Linked DNA regions of Mus musculus: all the other regions are linked to region 2. A link is a contact called in public HiChIP or PLAC-seq data. All regions are on one chromosome and are shown on one strand. The core of a region is the stretch at or near the end of the contact, and the rest is flanking DNA. Distances in the headings are between cores, read along the strand shown.

What was found. HiChIP or PLAC-seq counts read pairs in DNA pulled down with a chosen protein or histone mark.
Region 1: a contact with region 2 is called in an H3K27ac HiChIP or PLAC-seq map of embryonic stem cells, with 6 read pairs. The contact joins two enhancer-like sites. A contact is called at or near these places in 1 of 39 promoter capture datasets (hippocampal neurons), 1 of 115 datasets of contacts at active chromatin or transcription factors (embryonic stem cells) and 2 of 9 other capture datasets (adipose tissue and macrophages).
Region 3: a contact with region 2 is called in a FOXA1 HiChIP or PLAC-seq map of pancreatic cancer cells. The contact joins the promoter of 1110008P14Rik here to the enhancer-like site in region 2. A contact is called at or near these places in 1 of 484 Hi-C or Micro-C datasets (neutrophils), 8 of 115 datasets of contacts at active chromatin or transcription factors (bone marrow-derived macrophages, embryonic stem cells, epiblast stem cells and 3 more) and 2 of 9 other capture datasets (adipose tissue and liver).

The regions. Positions count from the first base shown.
Region 1 is chr2:32,006,170-32,009,054 of GRCm38.p6, reverse strand. It overlaps Nup214 (nucleoporin 214), which reads right to left. Exons shown (of 36, transcript NM_172268.2): 18 at 2,263-2,366. Among named protein-coding and RNA genes, the nearest start is that of Gm13609, 9.7 kb to the left of the region's middle. Within about 2 kb of position 1,569, at least 18 of the 459 cell types and tissues checked have an H3K27ac peak or open chromatin away from gene starts, as enhancers often do. A contact at or near this core is called in embryonic stem cells, where this site is marked.
Region 2 is chr2:32,163,431-32,166,397 of GRCm38.p6, reverse strand. The region is part of intron 1 of Prrc2b (proline-rich coiled-coil 2B); the gene reads right to left. Among named protein-coding and RNA genes, the nearest start is that of Prrc2b, 14 kb to the right of the region's middle. Within about 2 kb of position 1,602, at least 88 of the 459 cell types and tissues checked have an H3K27ac peak or open chromatin away from gene starts, as enhancers often do. A contact at or near this core is called in embryonic stem cells, extraembryonic endoderm stem cells, liver and 1 more, where this site is marked.
Region 3 is chr2:32,380,310-32,383,316 of GRCm38.p6, reverse strand. It overlaps 1110008P14Rik (RIKEN cDNA 1110008P14 gene), which reads left to right and starts at 1,402. Exons shown (of 2, transcript NM_198001.2): 1 at 1,402-1,625. The coding sequence starts at 1,547.

The DNA of each region.
Region 1 (2,885 bases), core at 320-2,819, 160 kb after region 2:
CTGCTGATGTTCAACAGAAACTTTCAGTTTTATTTCCTTTTCTCGGACCCACTGAGAAGAACAAGGCAGCCAAGAGAGTGAACTTGAGCTCTGCGGAAAGGGACCTGATCAGTGCCGTGCAGCGAGGAGATGGCTGGGGCAGTAACAGTAAAGAAAGCTCGTTTCTGGTAGCATGTGCAGTCTCAGAAAGCCTACTTCTAGGCAAAGCAACGTGTATGAGGGTTAACACACTCATGCTTTTCTGGAGTACTTCCTCGTTCTCAGCACACAGCATTCTATTCCTTCTACAAAGCACAAGCACAAACCAGACCATGACAGGCAGCTGCAAGCTCGCCCGTCTTCAGCATCACTTTAAACAGCCACCTTAATTAATTTTCCCTCATGCTCATGCTTACATTCCCAGCCCTTGGGAGACTGAGGCAGGAGGAATGCCAAGCACCCAAGGCCTTCGGGACAATAAACGGTGAGAGCATTTCTCAAAATGCTAATCAAACAAACAAACCAAAAAAAAAAAAAAGTGGGGGTGGGAAGAAAAATATTTTCTCAAAAGGACAACTTGGAAAACTAACAAATGTACAAGAGGACTGCTCTCTGTTTTCTAAGGTGTGTTTACTTAGTGTGTGTCAGAGTATGAGCACTATGAACATACAGAGCTTGTGCAAAGAAGATGGTCAGATTCCTTGAAGCTGGAGTTACAGGCAGCTGTGCAGTACCCAATGTGGGTGATGGGAATTGAACTCAGGTCCTCTGGAAGATCAGCCAGGACTGTTAACCATTGAGCCATCCTATCCAATCCCATGGGGAATTCTCTTTTTTTTCCATTGTTCTAGGTTTATTTGATGTTTTCCTTGGCATGACACTTGGGTGGTTGGTTCCATCATCCATATTTCATTTCACATAATAATATTGAAATAATCTTACATTTCACAAAATATTGCAATGTACACCACAGACACATAACACATAAATTATCCTGTAGCACAGTTATGTACAAGATATGCATATGAAAGGAAATAAAACTGTAATTCATGTAATGTATGTCAAATAGCCCAAAGAGTTGTTTGTGAGCTTTGAAACCTGGGGCTGAGAACATAGCAGAACAGACCAGGACATGCCCGGGCAGGCCCATCGCCTCCCTATCTCCTACCCCTCTGACCTAAGTTAAATGTTACAGCTGATGTTTAAATGGACCAATCATGTGAAACCGCGCCAATTCCTCCCCCAGCCCCACTCCTTTTCTATAAAAACCCCTAGCTTCCAAGCCTCGTGGTCGAATCCACTGTCTCCTGTTATGTGAGATACGTTTCGACCCGGAGCTCCGCCATTAAAAACCTCTTGTTGTTACATCAAGGTGTTGTGTTCTATTCGTGATTCTTGGGTGCACGCCGAATCGGGAGCTGAGTGGGGGTTTCCCCACTGAGTTCTTTCACATAATGGACTTAGACACTGCAGCCAGGTTATGACTAACTGGGAACTCGCTGGCCTAGGCATGTTTGATATGGGCGCGCAGCTCAGCAATGCAGCAGGCTTACAGGATAACTGAAGCCTGCACAGTTGGCAGTGTGTCTTGGAGACAGTGGGACTGTCACACTAGCCATGTTACCACTACACAAGTCCCACCTGGCAGCAGGGTGGAGCTGTGAGGTGCTTCTGTGAATCTCCCCACAGATCTGCTTCCTCTCTCCAACACTTGTACCTTCCCACTGAAAACATCTGAAATGCTTTTCAATTATTTTATACGTTTGATACAAGATAAAAATCATTCAATGTAATTCCTCAAGAACATGTTATCGGTGGCAACAAAGGGTAACGTATACCTTCTTGATGTTTGGGCTTTGACAATTGAAATGCTAGACATTGAACATGTGGTATAGACACACAGAAGTCAACTGCCTTATCCCCGAGCTACTCTCAACCCTTACAAAATGCATATTCTTTTTTTTGTTTGTTTTCGAGACACGGTTTCTCTGTATAGCCCAGGCTGGCCTTGAACTCAAAGATTCATTCACCTGCCTCTGCTTCCCAAGTGCTCGCATTAAAGGCGTGCACCACCACGCCCAGTTAAAATTCAAGTTATCATTTTAAAATTCCATGCATAAGATGTGATGCAAACTCATTTATATAAATTACAACGGCCATCACTCAGGGTTTTGTAAATGATACATGTAAAGGTGAAATGGCTAAGCAGGAGGAAAGGTGCCTGTGAGATTTTTACTTGTGCTCCTACAAAAAGCGGAGGGGATAACATGTCCTCGCCCTCACCTCTGTCTCTTCTTCTGCTCCAGATGCCGATCCCACTCTAAGTCTAGGACGTCATTCACATCCTGGACAGCAAATTTCACGTACTGGTGAAGGCGGCGAATTTCCTACAAGAGAAAAATTAAAAGGCAAATGATTCATTGTTCTGGTAGCTAGCTGGGTAGCTGGGGGGAAGATGCATTAAAGTATTCAAAAATAATCTTGAAATATTTCTATATTGAGAACTGTATGAACAAGGAAAACACTAGGCTTTAATATATCCATTAAATAAAAGCCATTTAATAAAATGAAAAACGGAAATTCCATTTCTGCAGTAGTGTAACAGAGATGGAGCAGAGACTGGGGGAGAGGATGAGAGGAACAGACGCACCCACTTCCTCTCCCCTGCTGCCCCTGGGAAGGGTGGGACTTGCAGGAGCAGCCCACTATGCTCACTCACAGTGCGCCCATTTAGTTCTCCTCCCCCATTATGAAATGAACTGTCAAGTAGACAAGCTGATTCAACAATTGGTGCTGGGAATACCTCTGACCCTAGATATTCATAGCACAGAACATACAGGCCATCTCACCATTTGAGAAGCACTATTCAAAAATACACAATGCTATCCATACTGGAAGTCAACTCA
Region 2 (2,967 bases), core at 353-2,852:
GCCAGCCTGGTCTACAGAGTGAGTTCCAGGACAGCCAAGGCTACACAGAGAAACCCTGTCTCGGAAGAAGAAAAAAAAAAGAAAAGAAAGGAAAAGAAAAGAAAAGAAAAGAAAAGAAAAGAAAAGAAAAGAAAAGGTGTCCACACAAAGCAGTCGATGCCACCACACCAGGCCATTCATTCTAGCCCACCAATGGCTAACTCAGTACTCAGTTTTTAATGATAAGACTGCTGAGCTCTGAGGGTAGAACCGCTGGACCAGTGAGTCCCAATGCTGCCTGCCTCTGGACTTGACTTTACTTGGTAAAAAACAGCCTTGTTGGGTTGGAGAGATGGCTCAGTGGTTAAGAGCACTGACTGTTCTCCCGAAGGTCCTGAGTTCAAATCCCAGCAACTACATGGTGGCTCACAACCATCTGTAATGAGATCTGCCGACGTCCTCTTCTGGTGCATCTAAAGACAGCTACAGTGTACTTAGATATAATAATAAATAAATCTAAAAAAAAAAAAGAAAGAAAGAAAGAAAGAAAGAAAGAAAGAAAGAAAGAAAGAAAGAAAGAAAACACAGCCTTGTTGTTTAAGACAGTGGCTGCCTTCTGATGCCTCAGTTTCAGAAGATGACACCGGAAGGAACAGGAAAATAAGCTCGAAGAAACAGGCAAAAATGCCCCAAAATGACAGCCACAGGTCACCTGAGAAGGCAGCAGTGCTGTAGGGAAAGAGCCCAGCCAAGACCAGGACAGAGGCTCCAGGGTGTGAGACCTCAAAAGCCACTCAAGGTGGAAAGGCAAAGCCTAGTCTGCCCCCGCCCCCAACCTCAAGGCGGCAATAAAGGAGATGCGGAAACCTTTACGGCTGGTCTTCAGCTCAATGGAGCTGTGCCCTTAAAAGGGACTGTGGGGGCCCAGTGTCCTCCTCCCCCTTCTTTTAAGGCTGTCCTGGTAGTAGTTGATATGTAGACCAGGCTGGCCTTGAACTCTCAGAGAACAGCCTGCCTCTGTCTCCCAACTGCTGGAACTAAAGGCATGCACCACTGCCTGGCTTTCCTTTCTTTTTCCTCCCTGGTTGGTAATGGGTTGAGCATCACATGCTCCCATCAACATGTGCTGCCTTGTCACAGGGCCAACCAACCATGGACCGGACGCTGCAGAACTGTGGACCTTTGTCCTTCTTCCGTAAGTTACCACAGGTATGTGTTAACAGTGACAGGAAGCTCACCAGCAGAGACAGGCTATCGAAAGCAATGCATCTGGTTCTAGACATTTTTGTCCTTCAGCTCACTGACCGTCCCTTCTGTCTTTATGTCACTACCTCCATGACTGAGGCTTTCATGACATCCTCATACCTGGTGGGACAGCCCCTCAGCTCTGTTCTTCAGGAATGCCCTCATTATTTTTGGCTTTTTGCATTTTCAAAGAAATTTAAGAAATCGGTTTGTATATTTCTAAACAAATGCCAACAAGAAGAGGCTGCTGGGGCCGCTCCTGGAATTACATGAAGCTGGAGATCAGTCTAGGCAGAAACTACACCCTCTCAGGACCACGCTGGCAAGCCTGTGGGGCCGTACATGGCAGCTCTGGGCACTGCCGGTGCTGTGCTAATCAAGCCACAACTGGAAAGGCATGGTATCGCTGCCACACCCTGCCTAGGACTGACAAAACACACAGGCGCATGCATTGAAGACCCGAGACTGTTGGTGCCTCGTGATCTAACGGAAGTAGGCCAGATGCCCATCACCCTACAGTGGGTAAACACTGTGTTGACTATTCAGCAGTGAGAACAAATAAACTCAAGGCTGTGTGGACGAAGCGCACAAAGTGATGCTGGAGGAGAGACAAGTAAAAGGCGGAGAGCTACTCTGCAAAGGTCGGGGACAAGCCACACACAGAAGAATGGACCCGACATGAACGTAAATGTGCAGAGCAATTTTAAAATAAAAGTCATAAACACAAGAGAAAATATACATAAATTTCCACAGCTTGGTACACAAAGCCCACTCAAATAGGTGCAAAGAAGATACCAGCTCCCTGCCCCCAGGGAGAACGCAAAGGTACTCAAAAAGGAGTTTGTATCAGCCTTGAGGGAAAGTCCAAAATCCAGAAAAACAAACAAAATCTCTGTCCACAGAGGCTAAAACAATTCAAAAAGAAGCCAGGTTTGGTGGTCCATGCCTATGACTGAAGGCTGAGGCAGCAGAATTGCTGTTAGCTCCAAGCTACCCTGGGCTACACAGCAAGACCCTGTCTAAAAATAAGGAAAGAAAAGACAGAAGAAAAGAAAGCCTCAATAAGTTCGAAAACCTGACTTCGGGGACTGGGGGCGGGAGTGCGGGCTGGATGGGCGCAGGCTACAAGGGTCAGACAAGCCCTCAACCACTGAGTTCCACCTCTAGCTCCTCAAACCCTCAAATCGATGAAGAACTCAGGCCCTTTGAAAAGCAGAGGGACCCACTCCAAGTTCAAGACCAGCCTGGTTTACATAGTGAGTCTCATGTCACGGACAGATACCTCCTTTCAACAAACCAACCAACCCAAAAAAAGATTTTAAAATAGAGAATTTAAACAACCTGGTATGTTACTCACACCTGCCATCCTAAACTCAGTAGGCAAAGAGGGGCGTTGGGGGTTCCCGGGGGTACCTGCCTTTCTCATAAACCAGAAAAAAGGGGAGGTGTTCTGGAGAGAGAACTCAGCAGGTAAGACCAGAATCTGGTTCCCAGCACCCACAACACGCAGTTCACAGCCACCGTGTAACTCCAGCTCCAGGACACCTAGCGACTGTCCTCTGGACTTCTTTAGCCGCCGCTGCCGCTGCCGCCGCCCCCACCACCGCCGCCGCCAGCACCACCACCATGTACACACAAAAGAAAAGCAAAACCCATCTAAAACTAAACAAAATCAAAACCACAGCCTGCAGAAGAAAATGCCACAAATAAGCCAGGACATTACACAAGAAAGATTAAAAAAAA
Region 3 (3,007 bases), core at 153-2,652, 220 kb before region 2:
GGGAATTGAACCCAGATCCTTTAGAACAGCGCTCCTAACTGCCGAGCCAACTTTCCAGTTTTGCTTATTTATTTATTGTTTTTTTCCCTGTCTGTCTGCATATAAGTATACGCACATATGTTAAGTGCCTGAGGAGGCCAGAGACAAATGGATTTTCCCGGAACCGGTACTACAGGTGAGGATGAACTGCTGATGTGGATGCTGGAAATTGAACTGGGTCTCAGCGCACTGTGTGCTCTTAATTGCTGAGCTATCTTTCTAGCCTAGATCCAGTTTCTTCTGTTGGACCAAGGAAGTCAGCTTCCCATAGCCTCTTGCTGCTGTTGAGCTCTTCAAACTCTCCTGGCACAGACAGGGCTTTCTTCCCTCTTCCTGGCTAATGCAGACATGAGCTTCCCACTGGCACTGTAACAAGTTGCAGCATATACCAGTTGCAGAAGCTCACGTGTACTCTCTTCCAGTTCCAGATGCCCACGCTTGCAGTAGTTTCATGGTGTCCACAGGGCTGTGCTCCTTCTGGGATTTGAGGAAGAATCCTCTTTTCCTCACCCAGCTTTACTAAAGCCTGTATGCTGAGACCAGGCTGCACTCTGGAATAGTCACTGTGCCATGATGCCATGGTGGTCTCTGAGAGTTCCTGAGACACCACCCTGACACAGAGCTGGATCCCGGATTGCTCCTCTGGGTTCAATCCACAATTGGATGTTGACTCTGTACAGGTTTCTTTTCCCCTCCCAGTGGGCATGGAGTCAGGGGATGTGACCACTGGAGGTCTGTATCATGAAGCCTTCCATGATGGAGCGCCACCTTCCACGGCCCCCAGGAGCACCTACAGCAAAGTACACTAAGCCTTCCTTTTCTGTACTGGGAACCTGACACACACTTCCCATTCCTTTTCCAGCCCATGTCATATTTATTGGCGTGAATCAAACCGATTGGCTTCACATCTACTGTCCTGGGCTGGAATCTGGTCTCACCCGAAAAGTGTAGCCGTTGAGAGTCCTAAGAGAAGAGATGAGGCCAAGATTGGCTAAGATAGGACAGGGGTTGTGGATCATCTCGGCTGCATCAAGGGGAGATGGGAAGAAGGCTGATTCCTGGTGACTGGGGAGGAGAGGTGCTGATTCCGAACGCGTAGAGGGGCGGAAGCAGCAGGATGGAGCCTCAAACACATCCCAAGCACTAGCGGGCCAGGGTCTCCACTGCCCGACCTTGCTCCGCTGACAGCGGGTCACTGCGGCCGGGAGAGGGGCGGGGCTCGGAAGCGAGAGGAGGAGGAGCCCGAGAGGGGACGGGGCGGAGCCATGTTTGTGAGCGCGATAGAGCGCCCAAGCAAGGAGGGGGCGGAGCTTAAGGGCGTGGTTGCGCGGGGGCCTACGGGCTGGGCTTTGGGCGGGGCTCAGGGCGGGCCCCGGTGCGCCGCTGCGTTCCACGCTTCCGGCCCGGTGCTCAACCAGCTGCTCGCACCTTCCGCCCAGCGCCGGCTTTCCGCGCGACGATCGCCAAGTTCCATCTTCGCGTGGCCTCTGCGGCGCCCGAGCCCGCAATGTCGGGCCCCAACGGGGACCTAGGCATGCCGGTGGATGCGGGCACGGAAGGAGAGAATGACAGCTTCGGGGAAGCAGGTGACCTGGGGTGGGTTGGTGTTGCTGAGGCGACCTTTGCATTGCCGGGAGTACTGTCCGAGGGTCTGGAATCGGGCGGGGATGTGGGGCGTGGGAGGGACTAAGGAGATGTCTCACTCTGCCTGAGTGGCTCTGGAGTTGTCCCCACAGCCACCTCGGAGGCGATGGCGAGCAATAGCGAACGGAGCGCTGCAGTGCTGGAGAACTATCGCTAACCAGCCCTGCTGTCGCATAGGGAAACTGAGGCAGCTTCAGAGACGCTTGTGGGTTTGGGATTTGCTTCAGACACTTTCCTCGCTGAAGAGGGGGCGGGTCCTGCATGGCTCTGCAGGAGGTGTTGGCCGGGTGGGCGCCCCACTATGCTGAGTCAGCACCCCAGCCACCTGGTTTTGCTGGTGTGACCTGCTTATTGAGTACTGTGTTTGGGTGCACAGCACTGCAGAAGGACCTCAGGGGACTCATCAGCCCACATACTGTTTTTGCACGTTTGGGAACCTCAGTTTTCCCATCAGCAATATTGGGCACATTGGTGTCTTCTGTATTGAGGTGTAGTGGGATTTAAGGGGAAATGGGATAGAAATGGTGAGACTCCAGAGTACAATTTCCTTCTGAAAGCGGGTTTTTGTTTTTGTTTTGTTTTGTCTGAGTGTAGTCAAGTCTGGTGTGGTGCCTTACCTAGAGGGCAGGCAGGACTTTACTGTGCAATAAGGATGGGGTATGCTTTTGCTTTGTTATAAAAACTTTATTAAGCTGTAGGTCACACTGTAGGTTGTACCATTTAAAATGTACAGTTCTGCAGTTTCATATATTCACAGCATAGCCATTGTCACAACAGACTCAGAATATTTTCAGCACCTGGGTTCTGCTCTTTAATAAAGGTTGCCATCCACCTGGAGGTAGGCGGTGGGACACTAGTGTTGGGGAACAGTGACTGCTGGCAGCCATGGTGAACATAAGGGAATTTAGTGAGGAGGTGGCGTAACTCTGAGTGACACTGAGATGGTGGGGAGGAGGCTGTCCCAGGACATTAGCTAGGAAGTACCCTGGACATAGGTGGAACCTGCAGACCTCTCCTGGCCCTTCTGCTAGCCTCCCACGGCATGCAAGGATGAATCACTAAGTCCACTAAGTACCTGCCGTGGCCAGACCCCGACTGAGCTCTCAGTGTGCTGGAACCCTCAGAGTCTCCTACCCCATTCTAAGGAGTGGCTGGGCTAGAGCAGATCTGGCACTCAGATCTGTGACCTCCAAGTCTGAGTTTTGGCTCTGTCACCAAATGCCATGAAGATGGACTTTAAGATCTAGCAGCCTTCAGAGGCTCTAGCCTCTGTGAAGGACACCCTTTCGGGGTCATGAGAACCATTGCCAAGAGGCAGCACATT